Linked DNA regions of Pan troglodytes: region 2 is linked to region 1. Evidence: chromatin contacts called from public Hi-C data. All regions are on one chromosome and are shown on one strand. The core of a region is the stretch at or near the end of the contact, and the rest is flanking DNA. Distances in the headings are between cores, read along the strand shown. Region 1 holds the start of PISD (phosphatidylserine decarboxylase). Region 2 holds the start of SLC5A1 (solute carrier family 5 member 1).

Evidence for each region. Hi-C and Micro-C count contacts between places; a contact is called where the count stands out from the background.
Region 2: a contact with region 1 is called in a Hi-C map of stem cell-derived neural progenitor cells, with 4 times the contacts expected there. The contact joins the promoter of SLC5A1 here to the promoter of PISD in region 1. A contact is called at or near these places in 1 of 7 Hi-C or Micro-C datasets (stem cell-derived neural progenitor cells) and 1 of 1 datasets of contacts at active chromatin or transcription factors (stem cell-derived excitatory neurons).

The regions. Positions count from the first base shown.
Region 1 is chr23:33,774,472-33,779,720 of NHGRI_mPanTro3-v2.0_pri, reverse strand. PISD (phosphatidylserine decarboxylase) reads left to right here and starts at 2,053. Exons shown (of 8, transcript XM_016939015.4): 1 at 2,053-2,473. The coding sequence starts at 2,409.
Region 2 is chr23:34,084,827-34,090,075 of NHGRI_mPanTro3-v2.0_pri, reverse strand. It overlaps SLC5A1 (solute carrier family 5 member 1), which reads right to left and starts at 2,607. Exons shown (of 17, transcript XM_063808216.1): 1 at 2,329-2,607.

The sequences.
Region 1 (5,249 bases), core at 804-3,303:
TTTCCCCTATGTTTTCGTCTAAGAGTATTATAGTTTTAGCTCTTCAGTTTACATCTCTGATCCATTTTGAATGAATTTTTGTATATGGTGTAAGGCTGCACTTTACTTTTTGCATATGGATATTCAGTTTTCCCAATGCACTTCATTTGGAAATAATTTCCCCCCATTCCCTGCTGGTTTACTACTCTCAATTGGATAGTAAAACCAATTAAACCAATATGTATTTTTTTAAAATGGTGTCTCACTCTGTCTCCCAGGCTGGAGTGCAATGGCATTATCTCAGCTCACTGCAACCTCCCCCTCCCGGGTTCAAGCAGTTCTCGTACCTCAGCCTCTGGAGTAGCTGGGATTACAGGCAGGCGCCACTATGCCCAGCTAATTTTTGTATTTTTAGTAGAGATGGGGTTTCACCATGTTGGCCAGGCTGGTCTCGAACTCCTGACCTCAGGTGATCCGCCCGCCTTGGCCTCCCAAAGTGCTGGGATCATAGGGTGAGCCACCGTGCCCAGCCTCTTAAAAAAAAAAAAAAAATAGAGATGGAGTCTCACTATGTTGTCCAGGCTGGTCTCTTTTTTTCTTTCTTTCTTTCTTTCTTTTTTTTTTTTTTTTTTTTTTTTTGAGACGGAGTCTCACTCTGTCACCCAGGCTGGAGTGCAATGACGCGATCTCGGCTCGCTGCAAGTCCGCCTCCCGGGTTCACGCCATCCTCCTGCCTCAGCCTCCAGAGTAGCTGGGACTACAGGCGCCCGCCACCACGCCCGGCTAATTTTTTTTGTATTTTTAGTAGAGATGGGGTTTCATCGTGTTAGCCAGGATGGTCTCAATCTCTTGACCTCGTGATCCGCCCACCTCGGCCTCCCAAAGTGCTGAGATTACAGGCGTGAGCCACCGCGCCCGGCCCAGGCTGGTCTCAAACTCCTTGGCTCAAGCTATCCTCCCATCTCAGCCTCCCAGTGAGTGGGGATTGCAGGCGTGAGCCACTGCGCCCGGCCAAAACCAATTCTATACATTTGTTTTTTTCTTTTCCGACTTCTGAAAACCATGACAAAGGGAGGTTTCTTCCCCCCAATACCAAACCTGGTGCCTTTTAAGCTCTCTGTAGGAGCTGAGTATGCCCTAGTTGAACTTAAGCCAACTACACAGAAATACCTGCAGGGGCCAGGGAGCATATTCCTCCTCCTGTCAAATGCCTGGTGAAGGCAACTGTGATTATCAGCTTAGCAGATGAAAAAGTAGGGCTGCATTCCTTCAGTTGTTGGACCCAAATTCTGCCATATTCTGACAAAGGGCTTAAAAGGAAGGATGTTTAGGCCAGGCGCGGTGGCTCACGCTTGTAATCCCAGCATTTTGAGAAGCCGAGGCGGGCGCATCACGAGGTCAGGAGATCGAGACCATCCTGGCTAACATGGTGAAACCCCGTCTCTACGAAAAATATATATAAAAAAATTAGCCGGGCGTTGTGGCGGGCGCCTGTAGTCCCAGCTACTCGGGAGGCTGAGGCAGGAGAATGGCGTCAACCCGGGAGGCGGAGCTTGCAGTGAATCGAGATCGCACCACTGCACTCCAGCCTGGGCGACAATGAGAGACTCTGTCTCAAAAAAAAAAAAAAAAAAAAAAAGAAGATGTTTAGGACATGGTTTTTGGAGTCAGAGACGTATGTTCAAATTCTGGCTTCACTATTTTATAGTCTTTGGGCATATGCCCTTTATGTACCCTTGAAGATGTTGCTTAACCTTCCTGAGCCTCAGGTACCTCATCTTTAAAATGGGGATAATGTCTCGGGCCTAGCTGCGAGTCTCTAGTCAGTGCTCAGTAAAAAGTAGCAGACATGATTGAAAACTCGTTTTCCTCTTACAATTGAAGATAGGAACCTTTTCAAGAGCAAGCACCAGGCACCGAATTTAACGACTGGTTGCATTTCTAGGTGATCCAAGACCGTTTGCCCCCGGTCTCCCTGGCAGCACAGCGGTAGGAGATAAGAATGATATGACACCATGCTTGCAAAGTGCTCACAACACACTCCGGCGCTTAAAAAACGAGAGCTGAGTCATGGATGCCCAGTTTCCCCATCCGTAAAATGAGCAAGTTCGATCACTTGAAACGACATTCTTGGATCTTGGATGACTCAGATTTTCCAGGTACATGAGGAAAGGCACCCAGAGGGAAGGAGGAGGAGTGGCAGTGCTGCGACCAAGCCCAGGTTTAGCGAAACCTACAGCTCCACTAGTTCCCCTACCTCCGCAGGTGCCAAGCGGGTTAGGCGGGGAGTAGCCACAGGGCGGAGCTTAGTCGGCTCCGCCCCCAACCCGCGCTTTTCTCATTGGCCCACTGAACTCGAGACTCGTGACGCCTTAAGCGTGCGCCCAGCGTGTGAAGGGGGCGTGGCTCGCTGAGAAGGAGCAGACAAGATGGCGACGTCCGTGGGGCACCGATGCCTGGGATTACTGCACGGGGTCGCGCCGTGGCGGAGCAGGTATAGCAGCGCGGAGAGACTACCTTGGGGCGTGGGGCAACCTGGGCCAAGCTGGGGTCTGAAGAGAGATGTTTCTGTGTCGCGGGCTCGCTCTGAGGCGAGCTCGGGTGGAGACGGAGCCACCTTCACCTCGAGCTTAGGAGCAGGTGCGACTGCTCCTGCGTAGGGCGGTCCGGATTTACTTAGGGTGTGGCCTAGAAGCTCTCGCTTTGCCCTTTCCAGCTAGGTGGAAGTTCACGAGGGACAAAAATCAGATGAAATAGGCTACCTGCCCGTCTCTTGAGTCGAGGCAGGGCTTTCAGATGTTCAGATGCCATTTTCTCGTGTGTTCGTTTTCGTAGAAGGAGCGATGTCCTGTGGGAAGGACACTAGATTGAGTGTCAGGCAACTTTCATTTCTGGATCTTAGTCTTTGAAGCTCGAGGGTTAGGTTAGGTAATCTCAAAACAATATGGTATGGGGCTAGAGTCTTGGTTACCCTTGTGACCCCCAGCTGTTAGGTTCTTAGAAATGTGGGAGACTTGAGGGGTCTAAGTCCAGCTGTCTCTCTTTGGAGTTAATGAGATTGAGGCTCCGAGAGAGGGAGGGATTTGCTCAAGTTCACCTAGCCAGTTTGTAGCAGAGCCAGGACCCCCATCAAGGTACCCCCTCACGCGACGATCTTTCTCTCAGGCTGCCCGCCGTGAGGGCAGTTGTTATACAGAAAATAGCTTAGAGCATTTGGAGTGTCGGAAAATGGATTAAAATGTTGTAGCTGTGATTCAGAGTCGGCTGCCTGGTGTCATTTCAAAGAGCTAAGATTTGAGAGATGCGCCATACTTGTGTGTTTCCTACAGGGTTCATTTTGTCAGCGTTGATCAGAGGATAACCTGTTGTTTTGGGAGGAGACGGACACTGGATTTGGACTGAGAGGGAACAGAAACCATCATTGGTCTTGTTATGAAAGCGTCACTCTTTCATCATTAACTGTACAGAAATGATTATCTCTCAGGAGAGGGCTCTGCATTGTGGTGGTAACTGTTAGAATTTGGGCAGGAGACTTTGTTTTCAATGTTATTACCAGGCGTGCTGTGTATGAGTCAACCCTGAATTCATTTAAAGTGTGTCACAGGCTGGGCGCGGTGGCTCACGCCTGTAACCTCAGCACTTTGGTAGGCCAAGGTGGGTGGATCACTTGAGGTCAGGAGTTCGAGACCAGCCTGGCCAATGTGGTGAAACCCTGTCTCTACTAAAAAATACAAAAATTAGCCGGGCGTGGTGGCAGGCACCTGTAATCCCAGCTACTTGGGAGGCTGAGGCAGGAGAATTGCTTGAACTTGGGAGGCGGAGGTTGCAATAAGCCAAGATTGCCCCACTGGAGTCCAGCCTGGGCGACAGAGTGAGACTCTGTCTCAAAAAAATTAAAAATAAATAAAGTGTGTCACGAATTGAAAGGACTAAAATGAGACACTCTTAAAAAATTTTTTTTGTTGTTGTTGTTATTTGTTTTGGAAGTCAGAGCCTCACTCTGTTGCCCAAGAGGGAGTGCAGTGGTGTGATGATGGCTCACTGCAGCCTCCACCTCCTGGTCTCAAGCAGTTCTTTCACCTCAGCCTCCTGAGTAGCTAGGACCACAGGTGCACGCCACCCCGCCCAGCTGCATTTTTTTTGGGGTGGGGGTGGAGACAGGGTTTCACCATGTTGCCCAGGCTGGTGTCGAACTCCTGGGCTCAAGTGATCCACCCACTTTCACCTCTCTAAGTGCTGGCATTACAGAAGTGAGCCATCGCAGTCCACCTACAATAATTTTTTTAAATGATGAGAGGAGGCTGTACCTCAGTCACCATCATTAAAAGGGAAAGAAAAGAAGCTATATTTTAGTACCAGTGTAGATAGTTAAGGCTAGACTTAGATGCAGTGGGTGAGAGAGATGAAGATTTGGGTACAATAAGAAACCTTAATTTTCAAAGGTATTCTATATCAAGATAGAAATGATATTAATACACAAACCAAAAAGATAACATTTCTGTGGGTTTTTAGTAAACCAGTGCCTATTTGTGAGATGTGTAAATGAAAACCTTATATTTCAGGTAAGTTTTTCAATAACTGGGTGATGTGTGACAGGTGATAACATCTTGGGTGATAATTTAGGGCCATGTTTCCCAAACTCATTTGATAAAAGAATGGGCTGAGTGGGCTGGGATGCTTGTTAGAAATAGAGATTCCTTGGGAGTCTCTCTGAGCCTGCTGTAGTTTGGGAGGCTGGCTGATTAAAAAAAACAAAGCCGGGCACAGTGGCGCATGCCTGTAATCCCAGCACTTTGGGAGGCCAAGGTGGGTGGATCATGAGGTCAGGATATCGAGACACCTGGCCAACATGGTGAAACCCCGTCTCTAACAAAAATTAGCCGGGTGTGGTGGCGTGTGTCTGTAGTCCCAACTACTCAGGAGGTTGAGGCAGGAGAATCTCCTGAACCCGGGAGGCGGAAGTTGCAGTGAGCCGAGATCACGCCACTGGACTCCAGCATCAGCAACAGAGCGAGACTCCGTCTCAAAAAAAAAAAAAAAAAGATTCCAGATATGCCCCCATCCTACTGCCAATTTCAGATTCAGTAGATATAAGTTGGGGCTCTGGCAACTGTAGTTTTTACAGGTGATTCTTAGGTTCAGGCAAGTACGGACAATAGTACCTAGGAAGTAGCTTCTCGTGCATGACTTCCATCAGAAATATTTATGGCATCCCTACCACTGCAAACCACACTGTCAACGGACCATAGAGAAGGGATAAGAGAGAAGGG
Region 2 (5,249 bases), core at 1,358-3,857, 310 kb before region 1:
AGTGCTGAGGTTATGGGTGTGAGCCACCATGCCCAGGCTGTCTCCCCTTTCTGAAAGCTGTCCGTGATGACACCGAGGCCTGGGTGAAGTGACCTGCACAAGCACACACAGTGAGGTGGAAGCACTGCCGCGACCAGCACAGGAATGCTCTCTCCAGCTCAGGGCTGGGTCCCACTGCCCTGGCACCTCCTGGAAGGGCCCGGGTCTGGGCCCCCATGCTGCCAGCTCTGACATAGAAGGCAGTCAGTGGATCAGGCCCAGCCCACAGCTGCTCCAGGTCCGGGAAGGATCAGACCCAGCCCACAGCCAATCCGCGTCGGGCGGGGAAGGGCTGAACGTGGAGTAACTCTCAGTACAGCCGCTGAAAGCCAGGGCTCTGGCCCCTCCACTGCCACTCTTCTGCTCCAGGGACAGCTGTGCTGGCCGAGCGCCACCTCAGGAGCGGGTCAGCATCGTTGTCCCCTCTGCCCCCCAAGGGCCTGGGAGATCCTGAGGGGAAAAAACCAAAGCCCTTTGGCAAGTAACTCTGACCAAAAACAGAAAAAAAACGGCCGGGCACAGTGGCTCACACCTGTAATCCCAGCACTTTGAGAGGCCGAGGCGGGCAGACTCTTGAGGCCAGGAGTTCAAGACCAGCCTGGCCAACATAGTGAAACCTCGCCTCTACTAAAAACACAAAAATTAGCCAGGCGTGGTGGTGAGTGCCTGTAATCCCAGCTACTCAGGAGGCTGAGGCAAGAGAATCATTTGGACTCGGAAGGGAGAGGTTGCAGTGAGCAGAGATCGCACCACTGCACTTCAACCTGGGCAACAGAGCAAGACTCAAAAAAAAAAAGAGGCCGGGCACGGTGGCTCACGCCTGTAATCCCAGCACTTTGGAAGGCTGAGGTGAGCGGATCACGAGTTCAGGAGATCGAGACCATGCTGGCTAAGACGGTGAAACCGCGTTTCTACTAAAAATACAAAAAATTAGCCGGGCGTGGTGGCGGGCACCTGTAGTCCCAGCTACTCGGGAGGCTGAGGCAGGAGAATGGCGTGAACCCGGGAGGCGGAGCTTGCAGTGAGCTGCACTCCAGCCTGGGCGACAGAGCGAGACTCCGTCTAAAAAAAAAAAAAAACAAAACAACAACAACAAACAGAAAAAGCAAGGCCTGGGCTCCACATATTTCCTCCCTTCACCATCCTCCATGGACTCTGTTCGCCCTCACAGTGTGCAGGGCTCGGGGACCCAGGTGACAAGGGCCGACCTGCCAGCCGACCACCTGGCAGGAACCGCAATGGTTGGGCGGATACAGTGGCTCTGCCTGTGATCCCGGAGCTTTGGGAGGCCGAGGCGGGAGGATGGCTTGAGCCCAGGATGTCGAAGCTGAGTGAGCCGAGATGACGTCACTGCACTCCAGCCTGGGTGACATAGTGAGGTGACCCCTCTCAAAAAAAGAAAAAGAAAAGGAAAGAAAGTGAGAGAAATAGAAAGAGAAGGAAGGAAAAGAAAGAAAGAAAAGACAAGAAAAAAGAGAGAGAAAGGCAAGGGAAAGAAAGGAAACGCAGGGACTGGCTGAGGGACTGATGGAGGAGGCGTGTGAGCCGGGCTGGGGACGCGACTGACTGATCGGCTGACAGGATGACCAGCTGCACTGGGGTTGCTGAGGGGTGGCAGCGACAGCCAGCCTCTCAGCCTCGGTTTCCGCCTGCCTCCTGCCACAAGCCAACTCACTGCGTGGCCTACCCCGACACTAACCGGCGCCTGAACCAAAACCCACGGAGCCTGGCGGCCGCGGCTCCCCCAGAAAGTCGCCCTAGACCCTGCGCGGCCCCACAGCGCCACCTCGAGGCTGCGCCTGGAAGGGAGGGGCGGGGAAGTGGGCGGAGTCAAGGGCGGGGCTACAGGTGGAGCGTCGGCAGGAGCTCCAGCATCCCCTTTCCCGGGACGCCGCTCCTCTTCTCCACCTCCTTGGCTCTCCCCCGGAGCCTCTTTCTCCTCCCCCGTTCGAGTGGGCAGGTCCCCGCGGGAGCCTGAGTCGCACTGCAGACCTATCCTGTGGCCTGAAAGAAACTCCCAGTTTCCCATTAGACCCCCTGGCAGCCTGGGCATCCCGGCGGTTCCAGGGACCCGCTGGGGCGGATGACGGCCGAACCTTTGGGCGCCAGGCTGGCAGTAGACGTGATAGAGGTGAAAACCCCACCACCCTCTTAATCCCCAGAAATGCTACAGGATTCTGGGGGGCCTGAGCGAGCAGCTGAGGACAAGGGCCGATGATATTTGCTTTATTTGTTACTAGGCTTGCTCCCTCCCCCGCATCCCGCTGCTCTTCACACTTGCAAGCTCACCTGCCTGCCAGGTGGCCGGTCTGGAGCGTGGCGAGCACCTTCGAGCTCCATAGATGGCAGCACAGGCCTAAGAAAAGGAGTTTGGTGCCTCCCTTCCAAACTCAGGCCGGGAGAGATAGAGCCACTTAGGGGAGAAAACTAAGGTCCGGAGTGGCAGAAACATCCTCACATCCCGAAGGGTCTTGAACCCTAACTTCTTGCCCCAGGACAAGAAGACAAGGCAGAGTAAAGAGAGGCTCACAGGGAGAGGCAAGTGACAGTTCAGAACACAGGTGCACCACGCCACGCGACTGTGGGCGTCTCCTCACCTCTCTGAGGCCGTTTCCTGACCTGTAAAATCAGGGACAAGAAGGATACCTGCGTCACGGGATGTTCTGAGATTAACTGAGATGCTGCATGCAAATCACTTAACCACAGGGCATGTGGTAAGTGCTCTAATATACGTAAAGCAACGTTCCACTGCTTTTTGTTTGTTTGTTTTTGAGACACGGTCTCGCTCTGTCACCTAGGCTGGAGTACAGTGGCATGATCATAGCTTACTGCAGCCTCAAACTCCGGGCACAAGTGATTCTCACACATTAGCCTCCTGAGTAGCTAGGACTATAGGTATAGCTATCGAGCCCAGCTAATTTATCTTTTTTTATGTTTTGGAGAGATGGTGTCTTTTTACGTTGCCCAGGCTGGTCTGGAACTCCTGGCCTCAAGCAATCCTCCCGCCTTGGCCTGCCAACGTGCTAGGATTACAGGACTGAGCCACCATGCCCTGCTGAGTGTGATGTCTTTTTTACTGTGTCAACTTGGCTAGACTGAAGGCCCCAATTATTCCAACACGAAACTGGATGTTTTGGTGAAGTTGTTTTGTAGATGCGAATAAAGTCCATTATCAGTTGACTTTATATAAAAGGAAGATATCCTGAATAATTTAGGAGGGCTTGATAGACGCAGTTGAAAGGCCTTAAAATCAGACTTGAGGTTTTCCTGAAGAAGAAATTCTGCCTGTGGATAGCAACTTCAGCCCTTGACAAGAGTTCCAGCCTGCACTTACTGCACTTACCTAGCCAGCCCCACAATCGCGCAAATCACCTCCTTGCAACGAATCTCTTAATCTGTATCCCCTTACTGGTACAGTTTCTCTGATTGAACCCTAATACATTAAGGAAGCAGTATGGCCAGGCGCAGGGGCTCACACCTGTAAACCCAGCACTTTGGGAGGCCGAGGCAGGCGGATCACTTGAGGTCAGGAGTTCGAGACCAGCCTGGCCAACATGGTGAAATTGTCTCTACTAAAAATACAAAAATTAGCCTGGTGTGGTGGTACGCGCCTGTAATCCCAGCTACTCAGGAGGCTGAGGCACAAGAATAGCTTGAACCCGGGAGGCGGAGGTTGCAGTGAGCCGAGATTGCACCACTGCACTCCAGCCTAGGCAACAGAGCGAGACTCCATCTCAAAATAAAAAGGAGTGTGTGTGTGTGTGCACGCATGTGTGTGCGTGTGCGTGTGTGTTGGGGGTCACAGGGCCTAATCTTCGTGTTTATTCACTCTTTTTTTTTTTTTCGAGGCAGTCTCACTCTGTTCCCCAGGGTGAATTGCAGTGACACGATCTTGGCACACTGCAGCCTCGACCTCCCAGGCTCAAGCAATCTTCCCACCTCAGCCTCTTGAGTAGCTGGAACTACCAGGCCTGGCTAATTTTTGTATTTATTGTTTTGCCATGTTACCCAGGCTACTTTCAAACTCCTGAACTCAAGCAGTCCACCTGCCTCAGCCTCCAAAAGTGCTGGGATTACAGGTGTGAGTCACCGTGCCCAGCCTATTCATTTCTTTTTAATCTCCGGGTATTTTGTGACTTTTGAGGTCCAGTACTTGGAGGCACTAGCAAAACCATGGTTATTTATTGGTAGGGCTGGGCTATGAGGTAGCTAGAGGCAGAGGGCCCCTTCCACCAGTCCTGCCCCCTGAGGCCTCAGTTTCGTGGATGTGCCTGCTCATTCCCCTCTTCTCTCTGCCTTGGGTGTAGGCCTGGAAATGAGAGCTACAAAGTATGCTGTCCCTGGGAACCAGCTGGTGAGGAGGAGGCTTCTCCCCCAGCAACCATCTGTCCCACATGTCCCTGTACCCCGCCTCTCCCGCCTCTACCCCACAGGCTCATGTGTCATGCACAAACACCTTTTGCCCGCCTGCCCTAATTCTTTTTTTTTTTTTTTTTTTTGAGAAGGAGTCTCGCTGTGTCGCCCAGGCTGGAGTGCAGTGGTGTGATCTCGGCTCACTGCAACCTCCGCCTCCCGGGTTCACGCCATTCTCCTGCCTCATTCTCCCGAGTAGCTGGGACTACAGGTGCCCGCCACGACACCCGGATAATTTTTTGTATTTTTAGTAGAGACGGGGTTTCACCATGTTAGCCAGCATGGTCTCGATCTCCTGACCTCGTGATCCGCCCGCCTCGGCCTCCCAAAGTGCTGGGATTACAGGCGTGAGCCACCGCGCCCGGCCAGGCAGAACCTTAAAGGCAGGTGGAGAGCACCTGTAATAGAAAGTGGCTCTGCTGAGCTGAGAGATCTTGTCACTTCCTAGACCCTTGGTTTGCTCCTCTGCACCCTCAATGGTGGTGAGCAACAAGGAGGTGGCCAACTTGAAAGCACCTGGGGCTTTATGGGCTCTAGGATTATCTTCCTTTCCTCCCCAGGAAACTCGGGAGGCTGGAGAAACATCACATGGTGGGAAGAGAGTAGGCTCATGAGTCAGCAAGCCTGAGTTTGAGGCCTGCTGCCCCCACTTGCAAGCCATGGGACCTTCAGGAAGATCTGGAACCTCTCAGAGCCTGATTTCCTTATCTGTAAGATGGGCAATGGCTGGGCGTGGTGGCTCACACCTGTAATCCCAGCACTTTGGAAGGCCGAGGCTGGTGGATCACCTGAGATCG